Linked DNA regions of Mus musculus: regions 1 and 2 are each linked to region 3. A link is a contact called in public HiCAR-type and promoter capture Hi-C data. All regions are on one chromosome and are shown on one strand. The core of a region is the stretch at or near the end of the contact, and the rest is flanking DNA. Distances in the headings are between cores, read along the strand shown. Region 1 has its middle 65 kb from the start of Gm35039. Region 2 holds the start of Arhgef26 (Rho guanine nucleotide exchange factor (GEF) 26). Region 3 holds the start of Slc33a1 (solute carrier family 33 (acetyl-CoA transporter), member 1).

Region 1 (2,869 bases), core at 349-2,848, 1.9 Mb after region 3:
GTTCAATAGGAAGGGAAGACACATCTACCGTGAGGACTGGAGAATCCGTTAGCCCCTCAGGTTTTCATCCTTCAGGCCTGTCATCTCTGATCCCGGATTCCTTGGGGTATTTGAAAAATTGCTTTATTTGAATTACATCAGTGTCTTTTACATTTAAAACCATCAAGGTCAAACTATGTTGATATGTGGAAGGGAATTTAGATGAAGGGGGGGGGGGGGTGAGTCCTCTCTCTGGCCCTGTAATTACTTTCTTTGTAAGCCTGAATACCCAATCAGATGAATGTCTTCTCCACGCATCTTGTCACCTTTAAACAAAGGAATCTGGAAGCCACAGCAACATCTGTGTCCAAATATAGCCAAGCCTGTTTATTTTATTTTAATTGAAAATCAAATGACTTTAGATGAACAAATCATTTAGAAACAGCACATTTTTAGGTAATTCTTAAGATCATTTTGCCAACCAAGAAAGCAGCTTGATGTCAGGCTGTCTTCATAGGATCTTCTGAGCTGTGATGCTATCAGCGTGAAATCAGGGAGAGCATTCAAAAAAAAAAAAAAATCAGGGATGGCTTGAAGTGATTTGCACAAGAATTCTCGTTCCACAGGAAACCCACGTTCTAGACACAGGCTGACCCTTCCCTTGTAAGTAAGCTCACTCACGTCATTTGCTTACTTTTTTCTCAGCACAATTAAAGATGCAATTCATTAAAAGTCACAAAACGTTGTTTTGACAGACATTTCTATTAATGCTAGCAAACACGGAGCCAGTTCTAAGCCAACGCCGCCCTCACCTCTGCAAGTGGGAGAGTGGCTTTCAGACCCTCAGAGTTCCCATGAGTGACTCACACCTGCAGTGATCTTCCAGTCTGGGGTCTGGCCTGACAAATGCTTATTCCTTTAGGCTCACTGTGGTTTCTTTTAGAGGCAAGCCTGTGTGCTCAACAGTTTATGAAAGGGTAATAGGAACAGGAAGATAGTCGTGTTGTTTTTTCCTCGACCCTTGAGGATTAAGAATAAAAATTAAGCCAATTAAGGGGCCCCGATTGCCCTGAATGTCTTAGGAGGAAATGACTTTTTAAGGCATGTGGGAGTTATTAAAAAAAATATATCCCTTGGAATATTTCCTTCTGTGTGTTGATACACAGAGGCCTGTGGAATGGGCTCTCAGAAGGAAACAGTGACTTGGATAGAAACCACGTTGCTGTTGTAAATAGAAAGAGGTCAAGAGAGAGGTCGTATGCAGTTTTCCAGTTATCTTCTCATTGTGAGAAGTCACTGAATTCAGATACATCATGAATACTCTGGATAATGAAGGATCCCCCCAAACCATGTGTGGTAAGAAAAACATCAGGGATCTTTCTTTTTTTTTCTTCCTTCCCCCCCTCCTCCCCTTTTATTCTATTTATTGACATTCACCTTGAACCGTACAGTTTGGTTGTCATACTTTTCGGTGTCTGATGTCACAGGCAAACCATGCAGTATCAATGAGACTGTGACAGGCCGGAAGAGAGAGGCTTAGCCTCGCCTTTTGCATAGCACAAACAGCCTAGTGTGTTGGTGTGAGGCTGATTGCCTTGTGAGGGACCGGCCTCCTGCCTGGGATGTTCTCCGTCCTCTGTCTGCCCCCTAGTGGAAAGGTGAGGAATATGTGGGAGTTCGCTGAGGGTGTCTGAACGGAATCTGAAGTAAGGCTTCTTGAGACCTTCCTTCTACAGCCCCGTTTTCAAGCATGGCCTCTTCTTCACTCGGAGGAGAAGAACGCCAGCTCATTGAGTATTCTGCAGCCTCCCTAGAATGAATACCTCCATTTTGGTGTGCTTTTTCTAAGGCCTTCAGTCTGCCTGTGACAACCCTAATCCCCACGTCACGACACTTTCGCATGTGCAATCAGCGCCAGACACTTTTCCCAGGACGTGAAAATTATTCTTAGAGTCCCACAAACTAAAGAGTCCCACAGCACAGTGCTGTGCTGTTGAGCATGCTGCCACCACAAAAGCCCTGCGTTTCCCAGAATGTGTCTCTGGGATTTGTCATTTATTCACGAGAAACCTGCTGGTTGCCAGACACTTGGTTCTGGAGACACACAAACACTTGGCCAAGGCTCCTTCCTAGGGAAGCCTGTGGCCCAGAGAAGGAACAGTCTATCCTTGATTGCCACAGGATTCGGTCTGTGTTCCTACATACCCACGCTGCGCTGCAGTAGCAAAACCCATGGGGGCAGAGCCAGGGGATTGGTTCCAAATTCTAGTCACAACAAAGCTAAGCCAGCGAGTGCTTTGTTCAAATGACTCAGGTAGATAAATGAGGCCAGCACAGGCCGTCCTGACACCACACACCTCTAGAATGCCCTGGCTGTGCTCGGAGCCTCTGATGTCACCCGGTATTTTCATCCCTCCCCAAGTCAGAGTGTTCTGTGTCAGCTATGCGGATGTTGCTAAGGGGCTGGCCAGTTTCGCGGTGCGCTCCCTTAGCCGACCTGCATGCTCTCCCTGCTCTGGTGGCAGTCGGCTCGTGCCAGCCCTCCGCACTGCTTCGCTCATTTCAAGCCTCACTTTGGTTTTTGTTTTCTTCTTGAATCCCATTTTCTGCATTGCTGATTCCCAGATATGAAAGACCTAGAAAGGACGGATGAGCATTTCAATGACCCCAAAGCACTCTGTGTCGGGTATACAGACTCATACTTAAGGGTAATGGTGTTATTATTGGTATCGGAAATGCTGGAAGAAGAAAAACAAGATTGATATTCGAGGCTTCTGGCTCATGACAAGAATTAATGCAGAGAGGGTGGAGTCAGTGCTAGCTTGATAGTGAGACATCCAATGCAGGAGGATGCCTGCACAGAGCCCGGACAAGATGGCCTGTTTCCTGG
Region 2 (2,712 bases), core at 103-2,602, 1.6 Mb before region 3:
ATTAACTTCTCAGGCCATTCTCGAAGTCTTTAAACTTTGATCACAGACTGCACTCTGATCCACGTTAAACCTGCCACTTATAAATCTCCACAACTTTCTGAAGTTAAATTTATTATATAAAACTAATATTATTGATATGAAAATCCCCTACAGCAAGGCTCCATAGATGAACATAGAATCCACTTATTTCCGTATGAAATTGTTAGTAAATCTTCTCAAAAATGATTTCGATATACATTTTGATTCCATTTGTTCGAGTTCAAAAAAGTTTCTGAGATCAAAGACCTTCACTGTGTCACTTTGGTAATTATAGAAAAACATAAAGAACCACCCTTCCTTTTGCCACCCAAAGCAGAAAGAAGCATGGCTTTAAACAGTGGGCACTCACATGAACTTTGAACACTTGGAGCCTGCCCTGTGTCTTGCTAACAACCAATTCTACAGATCTCATCAACCAAAATCATGTCTTCTCAGGTCGTACATACCTGGAATTTCACCAAGACATAGCCAACTTGGCAACCAACATCTAAAAGATATCACTGGCCCAGTTCATTTCTCTTATTCATCTACTTCCAAACTCCACAGATATTTATCACTTACTGTGTGCATGAGTCACAAATATAACCCCTGCCCTCTTCAAAACTACAATGCAAAGGCAGAATAGATTAAGCACTAATACACAGACATATAACTAAGCATTCAGATTTACAAATTTCGGTTAATGTGAAAAAGAAAGAGATCAGGTGGTTGGGGAAATCGGGGGTAATTCCAATGAAGTGACAAACCAGAAGGCCAAGAAATAAACTTGAAGGCTCTAAGACTGTGGACTTGGCTTGACTAGATAAAGCTAGTGAAAAAAGACTAGATTGAAGGGGTAGGCCCAGCCTCTTAATCTCTAATAAGGATTTGGAATTTACTTCTTGTTCGATATTTTATTCTACATACAGATTTTCAATTTATATTGTACACAACTACACACTAATAAATATTTTGTATTTTGTTTACTTTTACTGTGTGACTTTCAAACATACAGGGCACAAAGATTAGGACATTAGGACATGTAGAGTCATAGTCCACCTGGCCTCTCAGTCTCCTCTGAGTGCATACAAGCAAATCTGTCTGTAGTCCACACATTATTGCAAGCAGATGAGTGAGAGCCCGGAGTGAGGTTCAGTTTGACGCCCACAAGTGGCCCAGTGAAGTGTCGCAGCAGCACCAAGCTCCGAAGTGTTTCACCCTTCCAACCTTCCCCTCCAGGTCTAGGGATGATCAAGAAGCCCTTTCTCTGCTCTCACGACCATTCCCACGCAGTGTTCAGATCTGCGACCGCGCCCTCCAGCTGGCCCGTAGGGCGGCCGCCCGCGCTCCTGCATTCTTGCACTCAGGGTCTGGACAGGCAGCTCAGGTGTGCGCGTCCCGTTTACAATCACTGAGCGCACTCCGGGAAGGCAGGGGCGGGAACTCCTGGGCGCCTCGGTGCGAGCTTCCCCGGCGTGCTGGGGCGGGGCGTAGCGCGGGGGCGGGGCCGGCGCCGCGGGCCTCTGCTGTCCCAGGCTGAGCGGTTGTCTCCGCGCTTTAGTAAGGACCCAGGCCACCCTCGGGGACAGGGAGTACTCCTTGGTCTGTGCCCCGGAAGGGTGAGCGCGCTGGAGACCGCATACCGGGGACCGGGTGGACTGGCGCGGGGCGGGCGGCTAGATGGAGACGCGGGGGAGCGTCCCACGGCGAGCTGTCCCAGCCAGCTGAACTCTTTCCAAGGGTCCTGCGGTGGCGGCGAGCTCTCTAGGTGCCGGCGGGCTTGGGGGGCGGGAAGGACGCAGAGGAGACGGGATTCATCTGATCAACTGCGGCTCGGATCTCAGTCCTCGGTCGGGAAGCTTGGCGGGAGACGCTGTGCCCGAGAAAGGGCGGGTAAGTGCGGCGCTGCCGAGTCCCGCGCGACACCCGTGTGACCGCCGGGCTGGAACCCGGTTAGGCTCCCAGACAAGACTAGTTGTCCGGAGGCAAAGTTCCTTTCTCTTAGGCAACCTGAGCAGCTTTCCTCCTCTCGGGGCTGGCTCAAAGGCCCCGCTATGGACGGCGAAAGCGAGGTGGATTTTTCCAGCAACGGCGTCACCCCTTTGTGGCGGAGACGGTCCACCCCTCCGCTCCAGTTGCTCAGCCGGAGCAAGCCGCGGCCACAGTCGTACCAGAGCCCCAGCGGGCTGCTGATCACCGACTTCCCTGTGGAGGAGCTGGCTGCCCTTCCCACGCCGCAGACTCCGGTCCGCGTACCCGCCGACCCGGACGACAGGACGGTGTCCAGGAGCCCCCAGCTTCTGAGCGCGCATCGGAGGCCGGTGACCAATGGTCGCACGGTGTCCCCGGACTACAGAGCTGCTTCTCCTCGACTCCGACGGCCCAAGTCACCCCTGGTTTCTTACGCGGCGTCGGGCGGCTCCCCGAAGTCCACTTCTAATGGCACCGTGGCCTCGCCCGCGGCGCTGTTGTCGCGCGCCTCCCGGACTCCGGACACCCCGGCCTCTTGCGCCACCGATGAGGACTGCACCGGGGTGACTGCCAGTAAGGTATCTTCGCCCATTGCCAATGGCCTTGCCCATAAAACCGACTCATCTGGCCCAGTATCACAAACTGGTCAGCCAGCTGGGGACTTGGAGCTGGCCCCCTCGAGACTCTCTCCTGCTCTCCCACACAAGTCTTCAGAACAAAAAC
Region 3 (2,807 bases), core at 271-2,770:
AAGTGATTGTGAGCAAAGTATGAAAATCTCATAATGGAATCCAATATTGTGTTAATTTGAAAGGGAAATGAAGTAAAATATCTTGTGCATCATTAAAAGTAAAAAATGTATGCAAACAAATGAGAGCTCCCATCTGATGTTTCATCAAAAGCATTCATAAGCATAAAATAAACCTAACAGTATAATAGTTTTAAGTACACTACCTGAAAGGGTAACGATTCCCCTGGGTTGAGGCTGAAACCGCAAGTATTTGTTACAAAAGTCAGCAGATTCAAGAGCCAAAAATAAAACATTGCCCAAAAAGTAGCCAGCTGTTTGGCCCACAGAATTGCATGTCGAAGCATAGCCCACGTTTTCCCGGGATAACATAGTTAATGCCCAACCATCCACAGCGATGTCCTGTGTGGCAGCCAGGAATTCAAACAAGAAGAATGTCACAGTGAGAGCAACTACATCCGGTGTTCTGCCATCAATATTTCCGAGCAAACGGTCCACTTGAGTGGATAAATATATCATGAAGATTCCTAGTGTATACTGAGTAGGGACAAGCCAGGACTTGCGACGACCAAAGTTCTTAAAGTAGACGGCATCAACCAAGGGAGCCCAGAGCAACTTAAGACTGAATGGCCAGAAGACAAAACTGAAGAAAGCCTGATCTGTATAGCTAACATTTTTGCTTTGCAAAATGAGGGGGATGCTCCCCGCCAGGCCTAAGGGAATGCCCTGAAGCACGTAAAGAAAGAGTAGTAACAAAATGCTACTTAGTTCGGATCTATAGCTCCGCGGGGCTTTAGGTAAGTCACCAGGGCCGGCATCACCTAGAAGAACTTCCCGGTCCCCCTCCCCGCCCACCGAGTCTCGGCGACTGTCATCCCAGCCGCCCGGTGGCAGCGGGCCACTCTTCATATCCAGAGCGTGGCTAAACATGCCTGACCGCCGCTGCCGACTGCTGTCCTTGTGGGAGATGGTCGGTGACATATCAGAGACGACGCAGAGCCCGGTGTGTGGGGGCCTGAGGCTGGCGTTTTGATCAGTCTAGTCCCAGGTCCAAGGCAGTCTCTCTGGACCCGGGTCACGGTGGTTCAACGCCGGGAGGGCGGACGCGGAGAGACTGGTCGCTGTTTTGCAGCAGGGAGCCAGATCCCTGGCAGGTGGCCCAGGCGAAGCCTGGGTCGCTGCCCACAGGAGCGACTTCAGGGAGCCGGCAAGAGCTCCCCGTGCAGCCGCACCCGGCTTGAGGCTGGCGGAGCGTGCCGTGGCGCTGCGACGGAGTCTGGCTCTTAACTGCAGCGGGGACTCGAACGCTCTCTTGCCCGTCCACCAGCTGACACTGCAGCGGGCACCCTCCTCAGTAGACACCAGAGGTAAAGGATAACTTCCTGCCTCGCGCTTCGGGAAGTGGTTCCCTGCCAAAATGGGTTCCGTGCCTCCCGACGGAGCCAGCGAATCAGAACAAGTTCCGGTGGCGGCGACCGCGAGCAACGTTTGCTAGGAACCATTAATTCCCTCGATTCTAACCCCGAGGGAGGAATAACGCCAGCGTACCGAGCGTCCAGGACGGAACGTCTTAACAAACCCGGTTCCGTTTGCGCATGCGCTTGCATGGAACTCGTGTGCCTCGGCCATTGGGCCCTCGTCGCCACGTGAGCGCGGGTTTTCTGGATTGGCCTAGGCCTTGGTGATAACATTGCACAAGGTCTGTAGGCGAGTTTGTACTTATTTAATTCAGTACATAACTTCCAGGCTTGTAGTTGGGTAATAATGCTGCTTTGTGAACCTGCAGTTACTAAGCTTTGGTGTCAGGTTGTGGGTCCTTTATGCCCGACTAAATGGAAACACTCCTACCTAATACACAGAACGAATAAGGCTGTCCATTTCCCCCAATGTCAAGGAAGAAATGTAGGGGAACGCTAGATACACAGAGTGAAGGAGGTAAATTTCAGTCTGCTGCATCTTATTTTTTTGCCAATGGAAACGTCTCGAAACCACCTTTCTCCTTTCATGTCATCCATGGTTATGCATTTTAAGTGCATAACGACGCACTTCTTCGAGTTTTGGTGAATCGTTGGAAGCTCTTAGAGCTTGAAATGTTGAGATACTAGATTTAGTATTTCAGTGATAACAAAGAAATAAGTTTTCCAAGAATTTTATTGGATTCATAATTGGCCAGTTTTTCAAATGCCATTTCAAGTGTAATAGTACATGCTTTCTTCATTAAAAACAAAAACAAACCATAAATTCCCTTGTGGATTTGCTGCCTTCCCACTTTTCTGATTTCTACAGCTTATTAACCACTTAGCTAATTTCCCATGTTCTCTTCTCATTTCTCCCTGGGTCCTTCCTTTTCCTCTCCTCCCCCTTCTCTCCAGCTCTTGTATGGTCATAGAAATGTGAGACTTTGCTTATTATTATTATTATTATTATTATTATTATTCGTCTTTCATTTTCATTGTATTGATACTGAGTCCTGGGTTACATAAGCTAGCATATGTACCCAGGCTGGTCTCAAACTTATGGCCATACTCCTGCCTTAACTTCTAGAGTCCTAGGATTCTATACATGAGCCACCACACCTAGTCTGATATACTTCAATGAAAGAACACAGTGACCATGAAGTCTTCTAATCTTTGTTAAAGAGAGGAACAGAGTTGGTTGTGGTGGTGCATGCTTGTAATCCAGACTAGTCTATAAAACGAGTTCCTGGCCATCCATGGATATATAGCAAGTCTCTGTCTCAAAAATTGGAGTGGAAAACAGTTTATAGTGTTATCTATGTGAGACCAAAAGTCTCTATTTTTTTCAACAGG

The links. Promoter capture Hi-C pulls out the DNA fragments that hold promoters and counts their contacts. HiCAR-type assays count read pairs that join an accessible place to other places.
Region 1: a contact with region 3 is called in a HiCAR-type map of astrocytes, with 5 times the contacts expected there. The contact joins the enhancer-like site here to the promoter of Slc33a1 in region 3. A contact is called at or near these places in 4 of 39 promoter capture datasets (cranial neural crest, embryonic stem cells, hippocampal neurons and 1 more) and 3 of 115 datasets of contacts at active chromatin or transcription factors (astrocytes, bone marrow-derived dendritic cells and large pre-B cells).
Region 2: a contact with region 3 is called in a promoter capture Hi-C map of liver, with 8 times the contacts expected there. The contact joins the promoter of Arhgef26 here to the promoter of Slc33a1 in region 3. A contact is called at or near these places in 4 of 39 promoter capture datasets (cranial neural crest, hippocampal neurons and liver) and 1 of 115 datasets of contacts at active chromatin or transcription factors (astrocytes).

The regions. Positions count from the first base shown.
Region 1 is chr3:65,861,878-65,864,746 of GRCm38.p6, forward strand. No RefSeq gene overlaps it. Among named protein-coding and RNA genes, the nearest start is that of Gm35039, 65 kb to the right of the region's middle. Within about 2 kb of position 1,599, at least 111 of the 459 cell types and tissues checked have an H3K27ac peak or open chromatin away from gene starts, as enhancers often do. A contact at or near this core is called in astrocytes and hippocampal neurons, where this site is marked.
Region 2 is chr3:62,337,425-62,340,136 of GRCm38.p6, forward strand. It overlaps Arhgef26 (Rho guanine nucleotide exchange factor (GEF) 26), which reads left to right and starts at 1,353. Exons shown (of 14, transcript NM_001081295.1): 1 at 1,353-2,712. The coding sequence starts at 2,073.
Region 3 is chr3:63,963,213-63,966,019 of GRCm38.p6, forward strand. It overlaps Slc33a1 (solute carrier family 33 (acetyl-CoA transporter), member 1), which reads right to left and starts at 1,521. Exons shown (of 6, transcript NM_015728.5): 1 at 204-1,521. The coding sequence starts at 978. It also overlaps a transcript of Gmps not described here.